Linked DNA regions of Zea mays: region 1 is linked to region 2. A link is a contact called in public Hi-C data. All regions are on one chromosome and are shown on one strand. The core of a region is the stretch at or near the end of the contact, and the rest is flanking DNA. Distances in the headings are between cores, read along the strand shown.

What was found. A called contact is a pair of places that touch in the nucleus more often than the background predicts.
Region 1: a Hi-C map of ear shows a contact between it and region 2, with 3 times the contacts expected there. The contact joins the promoter of LOC100194020 here to the promoter of LOC100284618 in region 2. A contact is called at or near these places in 2 of 25 Hi-C or Micro-C datasets (ear and tassel).

Annotation. Positions count from the first base shown.
Region 1 is chr3:60,814,979-60,820,452 of Zm-B73-REFERENCE-NAM-5.0, forward strand. It overlaps LOC100194020, which reads right to left and starts at 3,051. Exons shown (of 6, transcript NM_001139083.1): 1 at 2,709-3,051; 2 at 1,106-1,487; 3 at 354-550; 4 at 119-260. The coding sequence starts at 2,785.
Region 2 is chr3:60,583,242-60,588,206 of Zm-B73-REFERENCE-NAM-5.0, forward strand. LOC100284618 (beta 1, 3 galactosyltransferase) reads right to left here and starts at 3,255. Exons shown (of 7, transcript NM_001157513.2): 1 at 2,601-3,255; 2 at 209-458; 3 at 1-115. The coding sequence starts at 3,232.

The sequences.
Region 1 (5,474 bases), core at 1,801-4,300, 230 kb after region 2:
GCCCAGGGCTGTCTTACCTCGCAGGTCGAGTTTTTTTTATAAATAAGATGACAAATGCCACAGAAAACTATGGGTCTGCAAAGATACATAACCACACCAGAAGAACAACTAAACTTACCTGAAGCCGAGTCTTGATGGTATCTACTGGAGTGGTGATAATCGACGAGCAAGCACCAGCAATTGTTCCTGCTGTTGCTTGGACAACAACAAGTTCTGATTGAGATGGTTTTGTTTGTGAGTCATTTCCATAACCCAAACTCCTATTTGAGGAGTGCAAGAATATTAATCAAGCATGGCACTAATATCTTTGTAGACACAATGAACAATAAATGTCAAATAAAAAATACACACACCTCCAAATAGCATGTTGAGCACCACCATATGCACTCCACCAAAGGGCTGAAGCTGGCGACTGAGTCAACATAGTGATACCAAAACCTCGATAAAGCCCCCGGATCCCTTCTGTTCTGACAACCTTATTTATCACATCGAATGGGCCCCTGTATGTTGCCATCCCTGGCAATCCTTGAACCATGAGCCTTTGGCAAATCTGTGAGTTCAGAAATATAGAAGAGCATGTAAATTAGATAACAAAATAAGGATGTCATACAGAAAATGGTTTTAAGCACATTTGTGAAGAACTATAATATTGTGAAATGTAATATAATGGATTTATATGAATAAATTATTCCTTAAATGGTCAGCCCTTGCTCTGTACAGAAAGATAGTCATCTAGGAACTTCATGAAACAGTACAATGATCATGATTTGACAATGTACATAGCTATGCATCATAAAGCGAACATAATGATTAAAATGAACAGTATAATGACTGAGGTTTAGAAATCTAAAGAACCACAAGCAATTGCAACATGATAGCTTCACTATAGGAGTATCACCCAAAAATGAAAATATGTCAAATGATCGTTTCTGTGTTCATTGCTTCATACGTCACATGCATCATATATTCAGATTTATAGCGTCCTCCGTTGGAAACAAATATATTCAACAAACTTGTTCACATGCTGTTGGTGAATTGGCTAATAGTTGCTAAGCACAAAAGTTGGACTTAAGACAATATGGAGCTAGTGTGAAAGAATGCTCACCACATCTAGAGGCACAAAGTATGAGCATGAACAGATACTCGACATTAGACCTGCAATGCCATTTGCTATAGCAATTTGTGACGCCTCTGACAGATCAAAATGTTCACAATACTTAAATGTCATTTCTTTAGAGATCTCCAGTGATGTTAGAGCTAGCACTCGCCCAGGCAGAGCTCCAACAGCAGCGGTGCCAAATCCTCTGAAAATGCCAGGGATGCCATCGCTTCTCAATATCCTCCTAAAAACAGCAAACCCAGACATATGTGCAAGCCCACCTTCAGCAACCTGCATCCTAGTCTTCACAACAGCTGTTGGGTGCAGAGCACCTTGCTGGGCCGTGAACAGGATAGCTCCAATCACATGAAACCTCGTCTTGTCCAACCTTAAGCGTGATACAAAAAGATAGCTACATCAGTTATAGGAACATGAAAAATTGACATTTTCTTTATATATTCGAAGTCCATAATTTATGCAAATTGCCATGTTGCCAGCATGACATTTCCAAAATAGCATGCAACTCTACAGGCCTTTGAGTACAGGTGACATGAAAACCAAAATTACTGTCCACATCATGGATGAAAAAGATGCAGGTAACAGTAACAGTTCGAACATGTGATTTTAAAGGAATTTTATGAACCCTAGAGTGATCTACAACAATCAGGAGTACCTGAACTACTTTCTTCACTTAACATAATTCTCCAAATATTTCTACATGTACAAACGTTGAAGAACTTTTGGCACAAAGAAAGCTCATGAAATCTTGATGGGTGTAGACGTTAGTTCACAAATGAATCTCCCATTCTTTAAAGGCAAAAGTCAGTTCTGTGCATAGCTATTGCCTGTCTAATGGAAATTGCCTTGAGAAATTGAGAACTCATATGCCACAAAGGAGAATATTTACAACATAAGGTCTCAGTACAAATCCCTATAAGCTATGGCTTGAATCAAGGACCCCAGAAGCACAATTAGAATCAGAAACTGCTGGGACGTGTTACATGTGTACTAAAACAATACGTCATATGTAAAAGCTAAGCATTTGGATTTCCTTATTCTTTAAGGACATGCTCATCTCTGTGTCAAATTTCCATACAAAGATGAACAATGGGAAAAAAACATGTCTACTTGTTAACCGCACCAGTTTGAAGCAGATTGAAGTATAGTAACTACCAGCTTGAACATAGCAGCGGCTGCTGGAATTGGGGAATACAATCGATTCCTCTCTAAACACGTCAAGTTTTGCCAATTAAATTTACAGGTTTCCCAGAATACCAAGTTCCGTTCCCCGTCCACATCTGCGGCACTGATCTCGTGGACCTCTGCCGCGGCCCCCGCCCACCAAAAGGTTGGGAAAAGACGCAATGCGCCCGTGAATCACCTTCATGTAACCCACTCTTCCCTGGCTGCCCATTCCTCATCCTCGGCCCGTGCCAAGCACGGGAGCAAGCGGCGGGCTGAGAGTCCAACCAAACTAAAAGCACGCTGGCGATCTGGAGAAGGACCAAAAGATGCCAGGCCGCAAACGTAACCTGACTTCCAGGATGAAAAGGTTCCTCTTTTGGATTCTTATTAACTCTCTATCTATGAAGGGGAACGTGGCGCGTACCTCTCCCAGTTGATATTGGCCTCTGCGAGCGCGATTCCTGCCGCGGACGCCTCCGAGGTATCCGCCGCCGCTGCCATGGATCCGCCACACGCTTACACACGATGCGGCTCCGGGAGAGGAACAAATATAGGAGAAGCGGCGCGGTGTTTGGTGCTGGTCCTCACTTCGTGCGTGTTTCCGGTCCGGACGAAGTGATGTCGGCGCCTCTGCGAGCGACTATGCGCACGGGGAAAAGAAGGCAGCGGCGGAGGCCGGAGGGGAGGAGGAAGGAGGCGGAGCCAGTTTGTTGGGGTGCGCCACCTCGAGACATTAGGGGTTTTGGTTAGAAGTTTCCAGCACGGTCGGGTCGGCGGCGCCCCTCGGACCGCGCTGCCCAACTTGCCATTCGTCCGGCCTCGCCTCACTGACTTGCGGGGCCTGGATTGGGCGAGGGTCGTAGTGAAACCGAGGAGTGGGTCCCGTCAGTGGGGCCGGGTCGGAGATTTTGTGGTGGCTGTTTCTCGCTTTCCTGCTATCGGGGAACGGGGAGTGGAGTCGTGGCGACGGGGGCTAGGAACCGAGGAAAGCTGCACCAGCGAGGCGGAAGGGGGGCACGTGTAATGCGCCTATTGAGCCTTGCTGTCAACCCTGCCACGTGCTCAAAAATGGCAGGTAGGCGGCCTTCTTTTCGTTTCTGTTATTTCCACATCCCCGCATCGCGTGGCGTGCTGAATGAATCGCGCGTGCCTCCGCATGAATGACACCAAATCGCCTGTTCATTTTTTATTTTTTACAGTACATGATAAAATTAAACTGATTGCTATAAAATTTTTGCTTTATTTCTATAAAATATTTGCATTCTGAAAAGATCTTAAGCCCTAGGTGCCCGTGCAATACTACAGAACACAAATTGCGAGCCTCCAATACACTTAGAGCCCTAGCGATGGGCGGCGTGAATATAATGGTGAGTGCCCGTGCGCTGCGACGGGAGTAAAAAAATTTGTATGAAATATATAAACGGAACGAAAAATATCACTATGATATGTAAGTTTTGTGTGGTAAACATTATCTATATCATACAAATTATTTCTAAAGAGTTAATTTAGAACTTTGTAATGACAAACAAATATGTCGACAACCATACACTAATCTAGTCTTTTTCAGCGATATCAATAAGTCGTTGTTGTATATTTACAGGGATGACATATCGACACGAATTGTCCTCATAACTTAACAGATCAATCACAAAGTTCCTTTGAAAAATCTTTGCATCCTACACACAAAGACAACAGAGAACAAAACGTCAAATTTGTATTATGTAACCAGAATGTATGTTTGAACATTAAACGAACGTATTACACTCACCCTAATAAATTTCATTCGTCTGTCATTTCCCCACATGGTCATAACTTGTAGAACGAGGTAGCTGGTATTAAGCCTATAGAACAATCTTTGGCCAACTATGTTATATACAATGATTATCATAGAAAAAAATTAAACTGTTGAGAAGGTGGTACGAAGAAAATACCCTCTTAGGTCAATTGGAACATCAGGCCTAATTGTATGTTCCCACTGTGGGGGACAGATATCCCCCGGGTCCACTAGAAGAGTAAAAGACCTCACGAAAGGCCCAAGGGCCCAATAAATCGTAAGGTCATTCTTTCGTGGCCCTGGGGAGGGACAATCAGCAAAGCAGATCGACATGAGGCCGGATTGGTGCAAGCCCGGACGGCCCACAACGTCGAGCGAGCGACCACAACAGAGATCCGACTTTCCCGCGCTGGAACCCCCATGCAACGGGGCCATGCCAGGATAGGTCGACGGAACTATAGAGAGATAAACTCAAACAGTTCACTATCTTTTAGTTACACATTGTTATCATATCCACGTGTATTGCCCCACGGTCGAGTATATAAGGCCTAGGGGGCACCCCTTCAGAACGATCGACCCTATCACTCAGCCATCCACCTCAACTCTCTGCATTCTCAATTCGGAGAGCTCCCTTGTAATCTCATTCACCAAGCATACTCACCAGGACGTAGGGTGTTACACATCTCTAAGCGGCCTGAACCTGTAAACATTGTCCACTGTCCCTCGTGCATCTGGCACAAACCATTTTGCTACAGTCGGCGACACCGTCCTACTCCTAAAAACACCTTGAGGGGCAACCCCAGGTGTGCGGTTGGACCCAAAACACCGACAGCTGGCGCGCCAGGTAGGGGGTGTGTCGATGATCCAAGCTAGCTCAATGGCCGTCACCTTCCACAGCAAGATCACCCTCCGCCCCGGATCCGTATTCTTCTTCGGAACAATCTCATCCGTAGCAGATGAAGAGGGAACTCTACACCGCATTGCGGATCCGCCGAAAAAGAAGTCTCCTCCAACAAACTCCGAAAATGTCGGAGAAGCGCAACCTCCAGCTCTCCGGAAAAAGATCGTCTCCGGAAAGTCGGGGGCCGAGAGCCCGCTGACCCGGAGAACTCCACTGTCTACTTCCCCGACAAAAGAATGGACACAGATCGCGAGGAAGAAGGAGACCAAGGGGAAGCAAGTTGTTTTTTCCGTTCCTCCGCCCTCAAAGGAGAACGGAAAGAAGGTCGCCACGACAGCAGCACCATTCTATCCCGACGTCCTCTTCATCGGGAGAGCGGAGTCGCCTCCCGTCTCCGACGATGAGCCAACCGCACCCGGAGAAGAACCACCTCAACGAGAATCCCGCGGACGGAGAAACCGGCGCAGGAACGTTCGACGACATCACGCGGCTGGAGAACGAGATCCGGAGCAACC
Region 2 (4,965 bases), core at 2,005-4,504:
CTGCAACATTTTCCATGTCTATATCTTCTGATACTGGTAACTCATTAGCCAAGAATGACAAGAGCTCCAAATCACCAGAAAACATGACTTCTGCTACCAACCATGGCTCTGACCTCTATAAAAAACACTAATAGCTTTCAGAATTATGTAATACTGAATTACTCACAAAAAGTGAAGTATGCAGTCTTATTGTATTGCAAAAGTTCACCTCTCTATAGGCAAATGATGTCTCATGCCGCCCATTTACTGTCATATGGAACCCCTCTACACCAGCCCACAGTGTTACTGTAAAAGGCTCTCCTTCAACAATTGAGAAACGTCCACTTAACTGACCATGTCCTGTTTGACTCTGCCAATCTTCAGGTTGGTTCCCAGTAATATTTACCACAGTATTATTACTCTCCTGGACGATCCTTGCACCCACTTTCTCATTGCAATGAACAAGGCCGTCCACTGGACTGGTCAAACTCAGAACATAGAATGCCTTTATCAGTCCGAGCATAGGCTATAAATAAAAACTTGGCCGGTAGGGGAAAGACCACCCCTATGGTATTATATTAAGAAGAAGCTCAATTGGAGCCCCGACCGAGAAAGGTCACGAAAGCTGGCCCCTCGTGCAGCATGAGGGTACGCCCCTATAGGTCAGACCTTTACTTGTGCTTTGAGCCCTCCCAGCCCCTACACAAGGATCTGTCCCTTATAGGTCAGTCCATCTCATATGCACACAATGACACAACCAGGAACCAGCGAGTGACCTTTTTTAACTTCAGCCTGAAATTCGCTCCCACTAGGATTCGAACTCAGGACCTAAGGAGTACTACTCAGACCATCTAACCAACTCAGCTAGAGGCCCTTTCGCTACGCTATAAATAACACAAGTGTTTAGGAACTAAAATCCTAGAGACAACTATTTAGTTGTCAACAGTAAGATACTAAAGAACATGATAAAGGATACTAGAACAAAAGCATATGATCATTTATTGAAAAATGGAGAACCTATTGTAAATGGATTTTGCAGACAGTAGTTGGCATCACTAGGACTATATAATTAACACATCGAATTTTGAATTGCAAATGTTTTGAAGGAACTCTTTTATAGAAAAGTACTAATAAGCACCACTAAATCCCAATAGAAGTATAAATTCTTCAGGAATGTTAATCTTTTTCCATCATGTCCAGTTTTGCAGCATTCCATTAGGACTACAGTACTCTGTAGCAGCTAACAGCTCACCATGTTAGTCGACTGTCGTTAGAAGCTAATAATGATTATGTTACCATGGGATACCACATACTTGCAACAGACCTAGCACACGGAGAATCTACGAACATCTTTTTTTTGTCACAGTAGCATATGCATGTTATTATAATTTTTTACTTGAATATGCATGTTACTATGGTGATGAACACAGTGTTACTCACAATCACAAGTGTCACATCGCATTACTCATCAGAAGTGAATGTTAACTGCACTCTGTAGCTATTCATAATAACAGAAGTCATCCACAATGGAGGATGATATCAACAAATAGGTTCTAGGTCTGCATTATCAGTTGACATTTAATCACTAGTTTTTATCATTCATCAAAAGATTTGCAATACAAGTATCTCAATCACACCAGCAACATTCCTAATTCAAAACTAGAGTCATGGCTATCTTCATTGGCACCACAAAAGAAACACTCCCATGCTCGTATACTCTCTGCATCTATTTGACTACAGTGTGATGATAGGAAAGGAAGAATCTCATGAGCTGTAATCTGCATATTTACAAATCTTTTATTTATTATAGCATTTGACTATGATCCATACACTGTAGACACAAATTAGTTTCTTATTGTTTGGACCTTTAGAAGAAAAAGTTCTGAAGTACACACATTCCAAATTATAAGACGTTTTGGCTTTTTTAGATACATTACTCTAACTATATCCAGACATAGTGTAATCTAAGTGCATAAGAAAAGCTATGTATCTAGCAAAGCCAAAATGTCTTATAATTTGACATGGAAGAAATACAAATCAGTGCTCAATGCACCTAGGTTTTTTAGTTTACTTCCATGAGACATTTAAGTTATGCTGACCCTTAAACCCTGAAGCAGACCATCTATGTCCTCAACCAAATACTGACATAACATATAGGAATCAAAGAGCCAATCAGGAAATGAGGAAACTACTGCTTGTCAGTCAATTATGGCTACTTACCTTCTGGTGTAAATACTACTTTGCATATTCTTTCACATGAAGCATGTGACAGTCGCTAAGCTGAGGTTGAACTTGCATTTTGCTAGTAAATTAGTAATCATACAAGCAGTACAGGCATAAGCAAGTTAAAGACTTATCATAGATAAAACGAACTAGTATATCTGCAATTCTCCCAACAGACATCATTGTTTAAATAGCGGGCTAAGGGGTTTAGCGGCGTGCTTCTCAAAAGTACAAATAACGGGCTATATCGGGATATAGCAGGCTAAATTAGGCTATAGCGCATAGCTTTTCCCTGATAAAACAGCTATAGTGGGATATAGCGAAGGCTATAACCGGCTATTTAAAACTTAAAACCCTGCCAGACATGCATATCATCAAAGTAAAGCAAGACAGCTAACCTTAGCTGCAAGCTGCTATTGCTGCTGCCCACATCACCAACAGGCGGGCACCGCTCCCACTCCCCCCACCCCTCCTCTGGCGTCCAGGAATTCTGCTCCACCAACACCCCCGCGGCTCCCAGGCTCACATTGACGTGCAGCACAACCTCACCGTTCGCACCCAGCATTTCCACCCAGAACTTGGCCGCCCCCTCCCTGAGAATCCCGACCACCGTCAATGCCGCGCCCTCCGAGAGCCCGCAGGGGAGTGTGGCACGTCCCGTGCGTAGATCCCCTCCCACGGACGATGAGCAGCGGAGTCCTTGGAGACGCGCCTCCTCCTCGCTTGCCGCGGCGGTGACAGCCAGGGTGAGATTCCGCCAGGCTTCGGCTGCCTCGAGGACGCCTGCAGAGGTTCCCGGGAGCGCGTCGGAGCGGCAGAGGAGCGGGCGGAGGAGGCCCCAGGAGAGATGTGCAGTGGAGTTGGGAGCGGGAGGGTAGAGGTCCGAAAGGCCGGGGAGGGTGGGGAGGAGGTCGGTGATCGGGCCATTGGGTGCGGTGTTGGGGGGTGGAGTGGGGGAGGGCGACGGCGAGAGGAGGAAGAGCACGACGGCGAGTGTGAGGATGAAGAGCACGCCGGAGCATTTCTTCATCCCACCAGCGAGCGATCGGCGGGTGCCGGTTGTCTCTATCTCGACTTCTCGAGCGTCGGTCAAGTAGGGCAGCAGAGTCCACCTTTTTCGAATCAAATATTCCATATAGTAAATACAGTTTTCACTTGACTGAAATCATCATTTTTAATTTTTACTGATTTATAAGTCAATGTTATTTTCTCACGGCTGTCAATTTTCGTGTCACCACTTTTCCCTATCCTTACTACTCTATGAGACTAAGCCCCGGTTTGTTTCAGCTTTTTTGAGCTTCTGGCCACTAAAAACTGCTGCGGATTGTCAAACGCTCAGTTTTTCAGTCAGTTTCTATAAAATTCGTTTAGTTAAAAACCATTCAACATCAACATAAACACATAATCGGTTGAGTCGTTGCAATAGTAGAAATCCGTCACTTTCTAGATCCTCAGTCATATGGACACCTTTATCTTCCTCCGCACGTAATCCTAATGATACTCAGGTTCTCTACACAGCCAGATTCTCCCCACAGCCAGATTCTCAGAAAAGCTGGTCAGAAAAAAGCTGAACCAAACAGGCCGTAAGACTGGTGTGTAGGCCATGCCCTTATCCAGTGCCCTCCACAACATCATCCTCAACCATGATCCTCGCCGTGCTCCCACCCGATGACCCCGCACATCGTCCTCGACATCGTCTCCTCCTCCCAGATCGTGCTATCATCCTCACACATGGGCAGCAGCCACAAGTTTGCCTCTATCTCTCCCTCCCTGCGCCTCTATCTCCCTCTACCTCCCAAACCGCCCCTGCGCCCGGGTGCCACCGTCGTCAGGATGGCCCCGCCCACGAGCGGCCACATGTTTGCCTCTATCTCCCCCTTCTCGCGCCTCTATCTCCTTCTCAAATCGCGCTCACGCCCGATCTAGATATATGATCAGAACTGGAGCGGGTACTCCTACTTGTCAGGTTACAGCCGATGGAGAAGATGTTGAAGAAGACGGAGGTCTTGGAGGGAATGCCTCCCCGTAGCGGTGACGACATCGAGGTTTGCTGCTTCGACAACTATGACGGTGTCCGTAGCTCCATTCCCCCGAACAAATCCTACTACTCGTGAGTATCGTTTCCTCCAACAGATCCAAATCCTCCCCCTTCGTCGTCATGGCCATAACAGAGCTCCCCTTCGCTGATAGCCTGACGAGCAGGAACATGAGGGAAGCGGCATGAAGGTGGGATGCCCTATAAGCAGACTGGCGGGACACGATTCTCCTCCATTTTTAGGGACAATATATTCGGATCTACGTTCAGCGGCGGCCCGGATGAGCACGACATGCACACTGGCGGGAAGGCTGTGAAGGTGTCGGCTATCGAGCGGAAGTTGCCATGCAGCCTCAAGGAGCTGTACAAAGGCACCACCAAGAAGATGGAGATTTCTAGGGAAATTGTTGATGGCAATGACTAAGTGTCTACCTTCTCTTCTCATCTTGGTCACATCATTGTTTCTTTGAAATACTGTTGTTGATTAATTATATTTGAAACTGAACTTAGATGCGCGGGGAGGGGAGATAGAGGCAAACCTGTGGCCGCTCATGGGCGGACCGCGGCCACGGCCATCCCAACAACAGCGGCACTCAAATGTGGGGGCGATTAGGGAAGGAGAGGGATATAGAGGCGCAGGGAGTGGGAGATAGAGGCAAACCTGTGGCCGCTGCCTGTGTGTGGGGATGATAATGCGATCTAGGGGAAGGAGGAGACGACGTCGAGGA